2 separate regions of the Bos taurus genome follow, and region 2 is linked to region 1. Evidence: chromatin contacts called from public Hi-C data. All regions are on one chromosome and are shown on one strand. The core of a region is the stretch at or near the end of the contact, and the rest is flanking DNA. Distances in the headings are between cores, read along the strand shown.

Region 1 (7,773 bases), core at 2,956-5,455:
GCCTTGACGTACCCCTTTCCCGATTGGAACCAGTCTGTTGTTCCATGTCCAGTTCTAACTGTTGCTTCCTGACCTGCATACAGATTTCTCAGGAGGCAGGTCAGGTGGTCTGGTGCTCCCATCTCTTGAAGAATTTTCCACAGTTTGTTGTGATCCACACAGTCAAAGGCTTTAGCATAGTCAATAAAGCAGAAGTAAATGTTTTTCTGGAACTCTCTTGCTTTTTCCATGATCCAATGGATGTTGGCAATTTGATTTCTGGTTCCTCTGCCTCTTCTAAATCCAGCTTGAACATCTGAAAGTTCACGGTTCACGTACTGTTGAAGCCTGGCTTGGAGAATTTTGAGCATTACTTTGCTAGTGTGTAAGAAGAGTGCAATTGTGCAGTAGTTTGAACATTCTTTGGTGTTGCCTTTCTTTGGGATTGGAATGAAAACTGACCTTTTTTCCAGTCTTGTGGCCACTGCTGAGTTTTCCAAATTTGCTGGCATATTGAGTGCAGCACTTTCACAGCATTATCTTTTAGGATTTGAAATAGCTCAACTGGAATTACATCACCTCCACTAGCTTTGTTCGTAGTGATGCTTCCTCAGGCCCACTTGACTTTGCATTCCAGGATGTCTGGCTCTAGGTGAGTGATCACACCATCGTGGTTATCTGGGTCATGAGGATATCTGTTGTATAGTTCTTCTGTGTATTCTTGCCAACTCTTCTTAATATCTTCTGCTTCTGTTAGGTCCATACCTTTCCTGTCCTTTATTGTGCCCATCTGTGCTTCTGTGTATCTTCTGGCAAATGATGGCAGTCTACCTGCCCCCAATCTATTAAGCAAGTGGCCATAAAAGTCAGATGACCCAATAAACCAGAAACTACTTTTAAAAGGAGTAGACTCTGAGAAGTGAAACCAGCTGGCATTCATCCTGCCTGTGGTATCTGCTGCTAGAAGCCATCACCCCTTCACCAGGCCCAGGACACAAGCTGGTAAAAATCCATGACTGTGAGGATGAAAAGTCACACCCAACCTTTCAACTTCACTGTGGTCCAAGATGCGTGCAGTCATGCTTTGGATAACTTAGAATTTTCTATGTGACCTAGTTTTTTTGTTTGTGTGTTTGACTGACTTTAAATAAATGGTTTTGCAAAACATTTGGAAAGAATGGGAATAAACTCATCCTTTTACAATTAACCAACCATTAAATGAAGCATACTGAGAAAATTAACTTTGTTACTTAAATCCGCAATCTGTGAAAACTCAGAAAGAGGACTTCTCTGGTGGCACACTGGATAGGAATCCGCATGCCAAAGTAGGGGACACAGGTTCGATCCCTGGTTGGGGAACAAAGACCCCATATGCCAAGGAGCAACTAAGCCCATTGCCATGTTTTTCATCATACAACTAAGAGCCAACACAGCAAATAAATATAGTAAAACAAAGCAAACCTGAGAAAGGTGTTCTGAATCTCCTACTATGACTCTGGTTTGTCCTCTAGTTTCCAACTATTTTTTATCTACCTTACATAAGTTTTTCACTTGTAAAATTTCAAAATCATTAGAGACTATACTTTTTGTTGTTGTTCTGTGCTTCAGGACTTGTGGGGTCTTTGTTCGCCAACTAGGGGCCCAGCAGCGAAAGCACCAAGGCCTAACCACTAGACCATCCCCACAGATTGCGTCTTTCATCAGTGAAAACATCCTCTTTGGTTGGTTTAAGGATGTACCCTTAAATATAACTTCTTAGAAATAAAAATAAACCCCATATCGTACTTCTAAATAATCCCAGTGTCAAAAAACAACAGAGGGTCTAGTTCTGTTATGGGAGTGTGACAACCCAAACTATTTTAACTGATTACAACTAAAAACTGTCAACAGAGGGCCAAAAGCAACTACTAGAGGATTCCGAGTCAACAAAAGCACCTGAATTGCTCTGGGAGGCACCCCTTGAAGAAGCAATCGCACTGTATCAGATTCTTGAGTATTTTTTTCCTCTTTATGGCTTTGCCCTGAGGGCAGATCTGTCCAGGAGGAACACTGCTGTCCTGACCATAAGGATGCCTAAAATTCCAATAAGAACACCATCTTTCTGGCCAGATGAACCAGAAGATGAGGCCTAAAGAGCAGTGAAGGGTAAGGGGAGAATTCCAGAGAAAAGAGAGAAGGACATTTTCTAATTCTGTGTACGAAGCCACACAGGCCTCAGCCTTGCCTCTGAACCGTTGATGGATGGAACAGTCCTAGCCCAGCTTTAAAAATCGAAGTGAGGGGGCTTCCCTGGTGGCTCAGTGGTAAAGAATCTGCCTGCCAATGCAGGAGACACAGGTTCGATCCCTGGTCCCAGAAGGTCCCACATACCATGGAGCAACTGAGCCTGTGTGTCACAACTATTGAGCCTGTGCTCTGGAGCCTGGGAGCCACAACTCCTGAGCCCATGTGCTGAAACTGCTGAGGCCGTGTGCCCTAGAGCCCGAGCTCTGCAACAAGAAGTGGCTTCTAGAGACTAGAAGACTAGAGACTGGCCCCCTTTCACCACAGCTAGAGAAAAGCCCACACAGCAACGAAGACCCAGGACAGCCAAAAATAAATAAAACTGCCATAAAAAAAAAACAAAAAACTTAAGTGATATTTGAACCACTATCCACAGAAGGTGAAACAGAACCTGTGATTTGCACCTAAAGGGATTCAGCATTTTCCAGAGAATGGCACACAGGACCAGAGTCGACTCAGCATAATGGCAATGTCCAGGACACAATCTAAAATCATCTGTTACGGAAAAAATCTGGAAAATATGACCATTTTTCAAGGGAAAGGACAACCAAACTATGCTAACTTCAAGATGACCCAGATATTGAACTTATCAAAGAACCGAAAACATTGAATATAACTATGCTCCAGAAGGTAAAGGAAAACACACCTGAAATTAAAAGACAAAAATGCTCAGCATATAAACTGTAACAAAGAACAAACACAAATTATAGAAATGAAAAATACAATATATGGAATAAAAACTTACTCAGTGGGCTCAAGAGCAGGCTCAAGTGCAAAAAGTCAATAAACTTGAAGATAGATTAATAGAATTTATCCTATCTGAAGAAGAGACCAAAAAAAAAAAAAAAAAAAAGGTCAGGAGGAAAAACAGAAACAAAAAAGCCTCAGACACACCCAAACAGACCTGCTGGATCGGAACAAAGGGTCCAGTATGTGTGTGGCTGGGGTCTCGGAAGGAAAGAAGAGACCAACGAAGAGAAGGATTTAAGAAATGATGGTCAACAGCTTTCTGAATATGGTGACAGACCTAAATCTTTATAGATTCAACATTAGAGCACCTCAAACCTCTAGCAAAACAAACCAAACCACAGTAAACAACCAGTACGAGTGAGTATGTGGTGAAACTGGAACCCTAGTGCACTGCTGGGGAACATGCAAAATGGTGCAGACCCTATGGAAAACAGCTTCTCAAAAATAGAAATTCTATGTGACCCAGCAATTCCAGTTCTGGTATACTCGAACAGAAAGCAGGATCTTAGCATAACCAGAGATTAGAGGGAAAAACACAAAAGCCATGTTAGGATGGAGTAAGGGGACATGACCACAGATAAAACAGATCACTTGAAGCTCTAAGATAATCTCAGGGTCGGGGGCAGATCTCAGCTGTTAGCAGGAGGCCACAAGGCCATCTGAGTGTCCTCATGACACATCAGCTAACCTGTCCCAAAGTGCGCAATCCACAAGGCAGGGCAAGGAAGAAGTCTCTGAAGTAACACGTTATTATTTACAAGCTCAGTCGGCCTGTACCTAAGAGGAGGGGAATCAGGATCCACCCGGGAAGGGAGGAATATCAGATAATTCATGGACACATCTTAAACTACCATGGATATCAACAAAATACTGAAACCAAACAAGCTAGAACCAGGAGTTCTCACACGATCTAACAGATATTGCTGAATTTCTCTTGAAAACGTGAACTACCACTGTCCTGTGAGTTTGCTTGAGCACCTGGGTGTGCCTGAGCACAGAGTCTGGGACCCTACGCTCCTTTCACAACACAGGGCGACCTCCCAGGTCCGTGTTCAGTGTGCAGTTTTCCTGACTGGACTGAAAAGGAAGGATGATGCTTTCTGGTTTCGGAACGGCTTGACAGGACCCAGAACACATTCCAGGAAAGCTGAATGACTCACCATAAACACTCATGCCAGGGAACCATAAGATCTCTGCTGGAGGAGGCATGCAAGAAACTTTAGCTTCACAGCAGCTATTCTATGGCACTGGAACTGCTCAGTGTCAGCTGCTACTGCTGAAGTGACAGAGAGAGGCTATAAACAAACCACCGAGCCTGAAGCAGACTGCTTTACTTCCCAAAGAAGTAAATATCATGCATCAAGATTTGCTGTACCATGTCGAGCTAACGTTTATATCCTTTCTCTTCCCAGCTGATCAGTCAATAATTTTATAAATGTATCTTTATATATAAAATAATCAAGAAATACAAAGCTAATTCATACATTTTAAAGCTTTACATTTTGAAACAATGTGAGACTTACAGAACAGGTGTAGAGTTCCCATGTACCTTCCACTAATAACCTCCCCTAATATCAGCACCTTGCATAACCAGGGCACAATGATTACAACCAAGTGGTTAGGACTGATACAATACTATTAACCAATTACAGACCTTTACAAACTTTGCCAATTATCCCAATAATGTCCTTTTATGGTCCAGAATCCAATTGAGGGTTCCACCTTGAATTTTATTATTTATTATCATATCTCCTAAATCTCCTCCAAAATGAAACAATTTCTAAGTCTTATCTTTCATGACCTTGCCAGTAATTCTGTGGAATGTTCCTCAACTTGGGTTAACCTGATGGTTTCTCACAATTAGATTGAGGTCATGCATTTCTGGCAAGAATCTTACAGAAGTGACTGTGACTTTGTTACTGGGTCAGATCAAGCACACATTTTACTTTTTTGAACAAGGTATGATTTAAGAAAATTTTCATTGTGTCCAAATACCTTTTATTTATTTATTTATTTTCCAAATACCTTTTAAATACTTGGTATATAATGCCTATTTTATATTTCTCAACATGGGCTAAAATTCTTAAAACAATTAACAGAATTAAAGTTGTGCTGGGACTTCCTTGGTAGTCCAGTGGCTAAGACTCTGTGCTCCCAATGCAAGGGGCATGGTTTGGATCCCGGTCAGGGAACCAGATCCCACATGCTACATACAACTATAGATCCTGTAGGCCGTAACTAAGACCTGGTACAATAAGGTAAACAAATTAATCAATTTAAAAAATTAAGTTGTGCTTATTTTGAATTTTAAGAAATACCAATTACAAAAGAATTTCAAACGAAAATGTGAGTCTTAGGATGTCAATCTAAGAATGTAAGTACCATACAAACAGGAATTTAACTTTATTCACTGCTATATCCCTAGTACCTTGCAAAGTGCCTGCCACTGAGCATTTGTGATATTAATGGAATAATTTTGAAGAAACAGAACACCAGTAGATCCATAAGATGATTTCCCCACAAGTGGGGAGAAGGTTCAACATTTAAAACACAGCTTTTACCCTATTTATACACTTGTTTACAAGAGCCTGTTTCCAACCTCCCTCAGCTGCGGGCAGCCATGGGCAGCAGTGCTTCCAGGTGTCGTGTAACACACAGGCTTTTTTGGTAGTTTCAGCTGCTGTGAGCCCAAATTTAGGCAATCACACCTATGCCCATCCAGGCAACTCAGCAGGACTCTGGGCAAGACACACAAACCTGAACAGGTCCACAGGCGCCACCATCTCCTTGGAGCCCTTCAAGTGAAGTGGAAGGCACTCAGCCATGCCCAGCTCTTTGTGACCCCATAGGTTATACAGTCCATGGAATTCTCCAGGCCAGAACACTGGAGTGGGTAGCCTTTCCCTTCTCCAGGGGATCTTTCCAACTCAGGGATCAAACCCAAATCTCCTGCATTGCAGGCTGATTCTTTACCAGCTGAGCCACAAGGGAAGCCCAAGAATACTGGAGTGGGTAGCCTATCCCTTCTCCAGGGGATCTTCCTGACCTGGGAATCAAACCAGGGTCTCCTGCACTGCAGGTGTATTCTTTACCAACTGAGCTATCAGGGAAGCCTTGGAACCCTTCAAAGATAGACTTTATAAAGGAAAGTAAAGATGCCATAAGTTCTACCACAGACATCTTAGTAGGTGCCTGATTTACCAAAGCCACCAAAAATTCTGACTCTGCAGCTGCTCATTTCTCAAAGCAAACCTTACAGCAGGGATCAAACCACGGCGACGAATTTTTTGAACAAAGACGTAATTCAGCAGACTTTTCATACAGCCAATCACTTCTGCAAGTAACTCATATCTTAATGCGTGGGTATGCTCCTTACCATATGGTATCAGTCTTTTGATTTTTTTAAAAATATGAAAGTATAACACATTTCAGAGAAGGCAATGGCACCCCACTCCAGTACTCTTGCCTGGAAAATCCCATAGACAGAGGAGCCTGGTAGGCTGCAGTCCATGGGGTCTCGAAGAGTCAGACATGAATGAGCGACTTCACTTTCACTTTTCACTTTCATGCATCGGAGAAGGAAATGGCAACCCACTCCAGTGTTCTTGCCTGGAGAATCCCAGGGACGGGGGAGCCTGGTGGGCTGCCGCCTATGGGGTCACACAGAGTCGGACATGACTGAAGTGACTTAGCAGCAGCAGCAGCATAACACATTTACAGGAGACTTGTAATTCTCTTGATTATTAACAGCAGAATTAAACTTTAAATTTGCTCTTTTGTAACAGCAGTTAGGCAAATACTAAGTGAAAATGCAATTTTGAAGTGAACTTTTGAAAATGATGTTTTTAAGTTTACTTAACCACCGTATTTACCCAAATTCTACAAAATATATGCGCCACAAAAACAGTAACATTAAACAGTTAAAGCACTTAAATTCTGAAGACAGCTGGTCATCCTTTGATTTTAAAGAATGAATATTCTTATTTTTTGCAGTAACTGTTACTTCTGAATTCAGTTCTTACAGACCAGGAAAAGTATTTTGGCAGCTAGAGTTAAATTTTAACCAGCTGAACAGCAGCAGGACTTTCTCTTAGTGGAAACAAATTTTTTTTCTACATATGCTCTCATATTTATAACATACTACTATATGAAAAGTTATGTGGAGAGATATTCTTATTTTATAAATTATAGTAAGAATACTGTAGTTCCTCAAATATTTATGATTTTTTAGCCAGATATTTAACAGAAGTGTCCACAAAGTACTACCTAATGACTCACTATTTAACTAGTTTATGGTCACCAGCAATTCGTAAGAGAAGCATTCTACTTCCACTAAGCCACAAATACTTCAAAGTGACACATCACAACTTCTGCCAAGTGCTCGTGTGCCGGGAGTTTTGAGTCCCCAGCCGGTCAGAGGCTCACCTGACAGGTCCAGCTCCTCGGTGGAAGACAAACTGGCCAGACTCCAGCTATCACTGCGGGCCGCCAGGACAAACTTGTGGGCATTGATGTGCCTGCTCCCAACCTTTATCTTCAAGTCACTGAGGAAGAAAAATACCCACAGGTATAAAAAGAAAAAATATCATTATAACTAGGTATAGCTGGAATTCACAGCCAATCAGTATGTGAGTACTGACTGACCAACATACATCTGTGAAAGAAAAAAAAAAAATCACAGCAAAAGTATATCTCTATGCTAGCACTGATGGGTCATATTTATAATGCATTGCTAGACATGTTTCCTATTTCTAACTTCTA
Region 2 (7,773 bases), core at 3,831-6,330, 150 kb after region 1:
TTGGGGAGGATCCAAGCGACTGACTAGGTAAGGTGGAGGAGGGAGAGGCAGACAGGTGATGGGGGCGGAGTCAGGATGGAGGAGGAGTAGCCAGTTGATGCTTCCCAGTGGGATGGACAAAGGAGAGGAGAAAATGTTTGTCAGATGAAAGTCCTCCATAGGAATGAGTGGTCATGTGTCCAGTTGAGGGATAGTTAATTCAGCCAGTCTAGTTACAGCAGGTTAAACCAGCTCTGGGGCGTGTCTTGCTCCCGGCTTTCTGAAGCGACACAGTCCTGGTTTCCTGGAAGATAATTAACACAGAGCAAGCTTTACTCCCGATTTACTACCTCGGTCTAGCTTCTTCTGTGATATCTCTTGCTGTCCTTCTGGTGTAGGGAACGCAGGGTTGGGAAGGGGGTTGTTGGCCTAGTGGCCAGCCCCCAGCCGGAGCTGGAGGAGGAGCAGGTAAACTGGAAACGGGGGAGAAGAGGAGAGACAGGGGTCCGCCAAGCCCAGCCCCCATCCAGGCTGCTGGTGTGTTTGCTGCTGGTCTGAGAGCAGAAGGTGAACCAGGCCTGGAGGCCACTGCTACCCTTTTTAGGACCGTGTTCTAGATCTTTCTACTTCAGCCCATATTTCTTTCAAAGACTCTCACCTCATCTTCCCCGGAGTTCTGTCTCAGACAAAAACTCTCCAGTAGCACCAAGAGAATCCATTATCAGTACCTTAGTCTTTTAGGGTTTGCAGATAAATTTGGGTTTCAGATAAGGAATACTTTTTTTTAGTCTAAGTATATCCCCAATATTGTACAGGACATACTTATATACTTAAAAACAAAAGTCTCTTATTTGAAATTCTACTTTAACTGGGCATCCTATTTTTAAAATATGCTAACTCAGGCCACCCTGCCAGCCCTCTCCCAGCCGGTGGAGACAGCCAGCATGCCTGACCTGTCACTGAACCAGGTCTTTAGAGTACAGGCACCAGGAGCTTTACTTTCATTCCCTTGGCACATGGTCACAGGACAACACTCTGAGGAGGGGGTTCAGTCCACTCTGGGTGAGAAAACTGAAGCTCGGAGACGTGACGTGACTTGTCTAAGGTCAGCGGGAAAGGCAGGCGCAGAGGAAGAGTCCCAGCCCCCACCGGCCAACTCCAAGTTCAAGTTCTCTGCTCACCCGTCTCAAACCACCGTCTTCCCGAGCAGGAAAGCAGGAGTGGGTTTCCACTCCGCAAGTCACAGGGACGAAAAAACACCCACGCGGCCGAGGCTTCCAGGCACGGGAACCGCCAAGATTTGGTGCCAGAAAATTCAAAGCGATTTCGAAACCGAGCGCCTCTTAGTAATAACAATACCAACCCCGGTCATATGCATAGCTCTCGACAGTTGACAAACGGTGTCCCCGAGAGTCGATCAGAATAATAGAGAAAGCAGACGGGAGAGGGACCGCCTGCAGGACCCCACGGCAGGCTCGGGGACTCTTCCGGAATTCAATCCGGGAATGGGGCGGAGGGAAAGGCGGGGAGAGAGGGGAGGACGGGAAGTGGGAGGAGGGGGCGTGCAGCCTCTCGGCAGACTTCCTGGAACCTGGGGGTTAGAGACCGGGACCCCCCGCGCCCCCTCGCCGCCCAGGCTCCGGATGCGGATCTGGGCGGTGCTCAGAGTCCCGCGATGCTCCAGGGGGCGTGAGCCTGTGGGGATGATCACTTCTGGACTTTTCCTGCTGGGCTGTGTCCCGGTGTGTGGTCTGAGCCAGCGGCTGAGGTGACAGGTCATATTTCCATGGGAGGGGACTGGGAGCCTGGCCTGAAAGGTGGGTCACGGACGGTGGGTCAGGAAAGGCTGGCTGGGAGGGTTGGAAACCCCGCGCGGGGTGGGTGGGGGGTTAGGTGGGTGGACAGAGGTTGGGGAAAATCTGGTCAAAACGAGACTTCCGTAAATTAGACCTTATTTCCCCCTTGACTCACATGATCTTTACAGATCTTACTCAGGTTCTCACTTGCAGTTACCAGAGAGGCTGCTAGATACTTGAGTTTTGAATAGTTTTTTTTTTTTTTTTTTTAATGAGCCCTGTGCTGCTGGTTGGGGAAGGGCTTAGGGTTGGGGTGGGGTTAGAAATGAGGGGTGAGCTTTAGGCTCCCTAGGGGCTTAAAGAGCACCAGGAACCTTCCTGAAGCTTTCCCAAAAGCTAGAAAGGAGGAAAGGAAGGGAAGGAAAGGGAAGGGAATGGAAGGGAAGGTGTTCCCTGAAAACTGAGTTCATCCCTTGGTGGGTGTCTGTTGCTGCTAAGTCACTTAAGTCGTGTCCGACTCTGTGTGACCCCATAGATGGCAGCCCACCAGGCTCCCCTGTCCCTGGGATTCTCCAGGAAAGAACACTGGTGGGTGTCACAACCAAGCAAAAGGATCAGAAGGAAGGATTTATTACAACAGCAAGAAAGGAAAACGAGGGGCATTTCCTCCAAGGCAGTGTCTCCCCAACAGCAAAATTGGGGACGTTTTAACCTAAGGTCAGTTCAGTCGCTCAGTCGTGTCTGACTCTTTGCGACCCCATGGACTGCAGCACGCCAGGCTTCCCTGTCCATCGTCAACTTCCGGAGCTTACTCAAACTCATGACGGTGATGCCATTAACCTAAAGGTACATGCATATTCATGAGGGGGCTTGAGCAGAGGAGCATTCAGCACAGAATTGGGGCCAAGGGTGACAGAGTCCACGCTGAAGGTGATTGAATTCAGGAGGGTCAATGTCATCATTCTATCTTCCACCTGGATGGGGGCCTTGGTTCCTGAAGAACTCAAAAATATATTACTACGTATATCCCCTGAGGAACCAGGACCCTGCCCCAAGGATGTATTATGGGGCATAAACAAGTGCAGCCTGCCTTGTTTCTGGCTTCCTTGGTGGCTCAGATGGTAAAGAATCCACCTACAATGCAGGAGACCCAGGTTCAATCCCTGGGTTGGGAAGATCCTCTGGAGAAGGAATGGCTACCCACTCCAGTATTCTTGCCTGGAGAATTCCAGGGACACTGGAGGCTGGCAGGCTACGGTCTACGGCGTCACAAAGAGTTGGACACGTCTTAGCAACTAAATAACAACAGTGTCAGGAAAGTCATTCCTGGTTCTCTTTCTCCAGGGACCCCCTAACCTATCTGCTTACAGAGGGAGAAAGAAAAGAAACAGAGAAAGGAAGAAGAAAAGAGACAGAAGAAGGAAGGATGGAAGGAAGGAAGACAGGTGATTGTGGATATAGACAATCTTTCCCTCAATTTCTGTTTTGATTACTTTTTTTCTTAATTTTCTTCTCTAAGCAGCTGTGTTCAAAGTGTAGTCATGTTAAGCTACATGTTAAGTCATGTTGAGAGGGCAGGAGAAGGTACACTGATTTGATGCGCCGCCCCCCACCCCCAAGTTAAAAGGGGCTTCCCAGGTGGCTCAGTGGGTAAAGAATTCACCCGTAATGCAAGAGACACAGGAGATGCGAGTTCGATCCCCCGGGTAGGGAAGATCCCCTGGAGAAGGGCATGGCAACCAACTCCAGTGTTCTTGCCTGGAGAATCCTATGGACAGAGGAGGCTGGTGGGCTACAGTCCATGGGATCGAGAAGAGTTGGACACAACTGAAGCGACTGAACACTTAAGCACTTCACTCCCAAGTTAAAAATTTATTTCAAATCTGCTGCAAAGGGAGATACTTTGAAAAAAATCCAGTGGAAAGATTCCCTCTGGGTAAAACATCCAGTATGACAAAAACTGTTAGAGAATCATCGTCATAAGCTGATTTTAAAAGTCTGGGTAAGTGACCTTAGCCTGTTTCCCAGATGGAAGATAGTTATGTGCACAGATCTAACTTCCAGAGAAGGCCTTCATCTCAATAACATCTACTCAAGTATTTTTTCCAGGAATGCTAATGACCAAGGGATCCAGGCAGTGTGAGATCATCCTCAGGCCCAGGCAGGCCCCAGTCCTCGGGTCTCACCTATAAAAGGTGCCCTGGAGGACGTGGGACAACCGGTCAGCCGGCCAGTGCTGTGTGCTGGGGAGTGGCCCTTGGGACAGCCACATTGGGAAGCCTTAGAGCAATTTCTGCAGATCTCTACATAGTAGCCCACTCTGTACCTGGACAACTGGGCTCCTCAGCACATCACCATGTCCAAGGGAATGGGGTACCTAGGTCCATCAAATGATGCAGCATGGGACTTCCCTGGAGGTCCAGTGGTTAAGACTCCAAGTTTCCACTGCAGGGAGCACAGGTTTGATCACTGATTGGGTAACTAAGATCCTGCATGCCCAGAGGCATGGCCAAAAAAGAAATAAAAATAAAAATTGATGTAAAACAATGCATAATAAACATACAAACAAAAGATGCAGGCGGCACTTAGTCCCATCAAAGTGAGAATTATCTCTATTCATATACCAATAATGACTCTCTAAGAAGCATTGGTAGGGTTGAATTTGGTGACTTCTGAGGGACTTCAGATGTGAGTGACTGCCATTTTATTCTATTATTGTTATTTTCATTTTTGGCTACATTACATGGCTTGTGGGATCTTATACCCCGACCAGGGATGGAACCCTCACCCCCTACATTGGGATCTCAGTCTTAACCTCTGGGCCACCAGGGACATCCCTGAGTGATTGCCCTGTTAACATCCATTGTAGATGATATATGGAATTCTGGCAAAGTAAACCCCAAGGGAGAAGATTCAAGGCCTAGGCACACATGGGGTTGTGTATGCCCTGCGGATACACACGCACACTCACACATGCACATACGTTGCAAATAATCCTCTAGGAAAACTCTGACCAGCCCAGCGATGGATGGGTGTAGTGAGCTGGGCAGGAAGATTGGGGGAGAGGGGAGGAGGGAAGATAGGAGAGGGGAGAGGAGTCCTGGGGGCAGTGTGGGTGGAGAAGCTGGGCTGCATTTGAGGACCTCAGGTGGTGCAGCAGTCCCGGTTGCCTTTCTGGGAACTCAGTCTCTCCCTGGCCAGCTAGAATCAAGCCTCTTCCTGGGGCTCTGCCCACCAGCAAAGTGTGCAAAGTGTGGAGCCAAGGAAATGCCATTCATGTTGAGTGATGGAGTCAGCTGGTAGTTGGCTGACACTGGTCCCTTGGGTTGATTTAGACACGTGTCCATCCCCTGCCCCCACAAGCCTCTGCAGTGGTGCCAGGGATGCCTGCAGGCAGATGAGTGAAGGCGCTTCCACTGGTCTGGAGCACCCGCTGCCTGAAGCACTGGCCCTGTCCCTTGTACTCCACCCCCTCCTTACCTGCGTCCTGCTGACAGTCTGCATCCCCCATGCCCACTTCTCCCTGCTCACTGTCCTCCTTGACCATGATTCCCACTCACCTGAGGATTCGGCTGTATGCCATGAACTGTCGTCTCCTAGAAGCCCCAGGAGCTGGTTTCCATGTTTGTCTTGGGCTGTGTCCCTGTGCCCATGGGGACAGGGGTTCAGAATTGCTGAGGCAGACAGAAGCCATGTGCAGTTAATAGCTTAGGACACAACTGTGGTCATTATCAGCACACGGGTACTTTTTTAAAGCATCACATTTAAAAAGCACCACTTAACGGTTCCTGTTCTGGTTCAACTTCTGGAATAGCCCCCAGTTACACAGGCATGTTCACCCACATACAGACACATGTGAATATGCATAGTCCCATGTGGGCACGTGCAGAATTGTGCAGGCACTAACGGTACACATAAACACTCACAGGTGCATCTGTTGTCTCCAGCAGCTCCCTGGGCAGGCGCCCTTTCAGCTCTATCTCTGTACCACTCCCTGAAAGGCAAAGATTGCCAAGCCCAGCTGAAGAAAGAAGAGGTGGGGCATGAAGGGTCTGCACCGCATTGAGAAGGCACAGCGTTCAGGAGCAGTTCTCATCCACCTTTAGGCAGACTTTTCCAGGAGGGAGTAGGTAGGGTGATGGCCTGGAGTTGGCTCTTCGGGGCTCACAAGAGCTGTGTATTTAGTGATGTTGCAATTTTCGTGAGGTTTTAGCTGAGATGGGAGTATTTACCCTGTGGCAACTGGCAGATGCTCCAAGTCCCCCTCCCCACTCAGTGGGTTGCTAAACATTTCCCCAGAACAAGACTGGAACGGGAACAGAATGACCTTATTTCCCACATTCCCATGTAAGCTATTAGCATGACCTGCTGTGCCCATCGTGGGCAGAAGTGCTGGTGGGCAAGGGCAAGGAGTGGGAGGGGGGTGAATGTGGAGAACAGACATTTCTACACCTGTGGGTGAGCTGGGTTAAGTGGAGCAGGGGCCCCACCCTCCAGCCCATGACGCACCTCAGTACCCAACAGCTGTGTTTTTACCCTTCGCCTGGAAACCTTTCCTTGTCTATCACAATCGGACCTTCAAGGTGCAGCTGGATCCTGCTCGCTCTGGGATGGTTCCTGGATGCCCTGCAAGTCGTAGGGATGGTGTCCAGAGTCCAGCCAGGACCCCGACTCTGCTGCCTACCAGCTGTGTGGCTTTGGGGTACTTAACCATGCAGAGCCTTGATCCCTTTCTCTATAAAATAGGAGTAACGGAGAGGGGAGGTAAATTAGGAGTTTGGGGTTAACATGTACACTCTACTATATACAAAATAGATAAACGGCAAAGACCTACTGTATGGCACAGGGAACTATACTCAATATCTTGTAATAACCTATGATGGAAAGTGTTAGTTGCTCAGTCGTGTCCGACTCTGTGTGACCCCATGGACTGTAGTCCAGCAGGCTCCTCTGTCCATGGAATTCTCCAGGCAAGAATACTGGAGTGGGTAACCATTCCCTTCTGCAGGGGATCTTCCCTACCCAGGGATTGAACCTGGGTCTCCTGCATTGCAGGTGGATTCTTTACTGTCTGAACTACCATGGAAAAGAATCTGAAAAAGGATACATATATACATAGTCTTCCCAGGTGGTGCTAGTGGTAAAGAACCCTCCTGCCAATGCTGGAGATGTAAGAGATGTGGGTTCGATCCCTGGGTGGGGAAGATCCCCTGGAGGAGGGCATGGCAACCCACTCAAGTATTCTTGCCTAGAGAATCCCATGGACAGAGGAGCCTGGTGGGCTACAGTCCAGAGGGTCACAATGAGTCGGACACAACTGAAGCGACTTAGCTTGCACACACGCATATATATACATATATTTATGTATAACTGAAAAAGTGTTGTTGTATACTTAAAAAAACAAGTTAACTGTACTTCAATTGAAAAAAAAACTTTCAAAAAAACCCAAAAAACTTCTGGGACTTCCCTGGCAGTCCAGTGGTTAGGACTTAAGCTCTCATTGCTGAGAACATAGGTTCAGTCTCCAGCTGGGGAACTAAGATCCTGCCAGCCACATGGCTTGGCCATTAAGAAAAAAAAAAATTTCCAAAAAAATAGTAATGATGTTTATGCCAACACAGCGTGAGCATTGTGCAAGGCCACCTGTGGGGCACACATGGCTCAGGGCTGGCACAGAACTAACATTTGATAAATGGCTGTTCCTTTTCCCTCCTCCCGTCCAGTCCATGGCAGATTGCAGATACCTCTGATTAGCCTGAGTCACGATAATTGTAAATGCACCAACTCAGCCAGATTGGCTGTCAGATTGGATTATAAAAAGAGCCCAGATTCATGCTGTTTACAAAGAGAAACATCTAAAGCAAGGATATGAAGGTTGAAAGTAAATAGAAAATACTAACCAAAAGAAAGCTGGTGTATCTCTGCAAATATCAAACAATTATTTAAGACAAAAAATATTTATGAAGGGGGAGAACAGATACGTGTATATGTAGGGCTG

Evidence for each region. Hi-C and Micro-C count contacts between places; a contact is called where the count stands out from the background.
Region 2: a Hi-C map of skeletal muscle shows a contact between it and region 1, with 5 times the contacts expected there. The contact joins two enhancer-like sites. A contact is called at or near these places in 5 of 11 Hi-C or Micro-C datasets (blastocyst, liver, skeletal muscle and 1 more).

Annotation. Positions count from the first base shown.
Region 1 is chr19:24,762,581-24,770,353 of ARS-UCD2.0, forward strand. ANKFY1 (ankyrin repeat and FYVE domain containing 1) reads right to left here. Exons shown (of 25, transcript XM_024980714.2): 3 at 7,438-7,556. Among named protein-coding and RNA genes, the nearest start is that of ANKFY1, 25 kb to the right of the region's middle. Within about 2 kb of position 4,206, at least 15 of the 102 cell types and tissues checked have an H3K27ac peak or open chromatin away from gene starts, as enhancers often do. A contact at or near this core is called in skeletal muscle, where this site is marked.
Region 2 is chr19:24,912,746-24,920,518 of ARS-UCD2.0, forward strand. LOC101903038 (a long non-coding RNA gene) reads right to left here and starts at 1,475. Exons shown (of 3, transcript XR_238646.5): 1 at 1,161-1,475; 2 at 1-283. Within about 2 kb of position 5,081, at least 6 of the 102 cell types and tissues checked have an H3K27ac peak or open chromatin away from gene starts, as enhancers often do. A contact at or near this core is called in skeletal muscle, where this site is marked.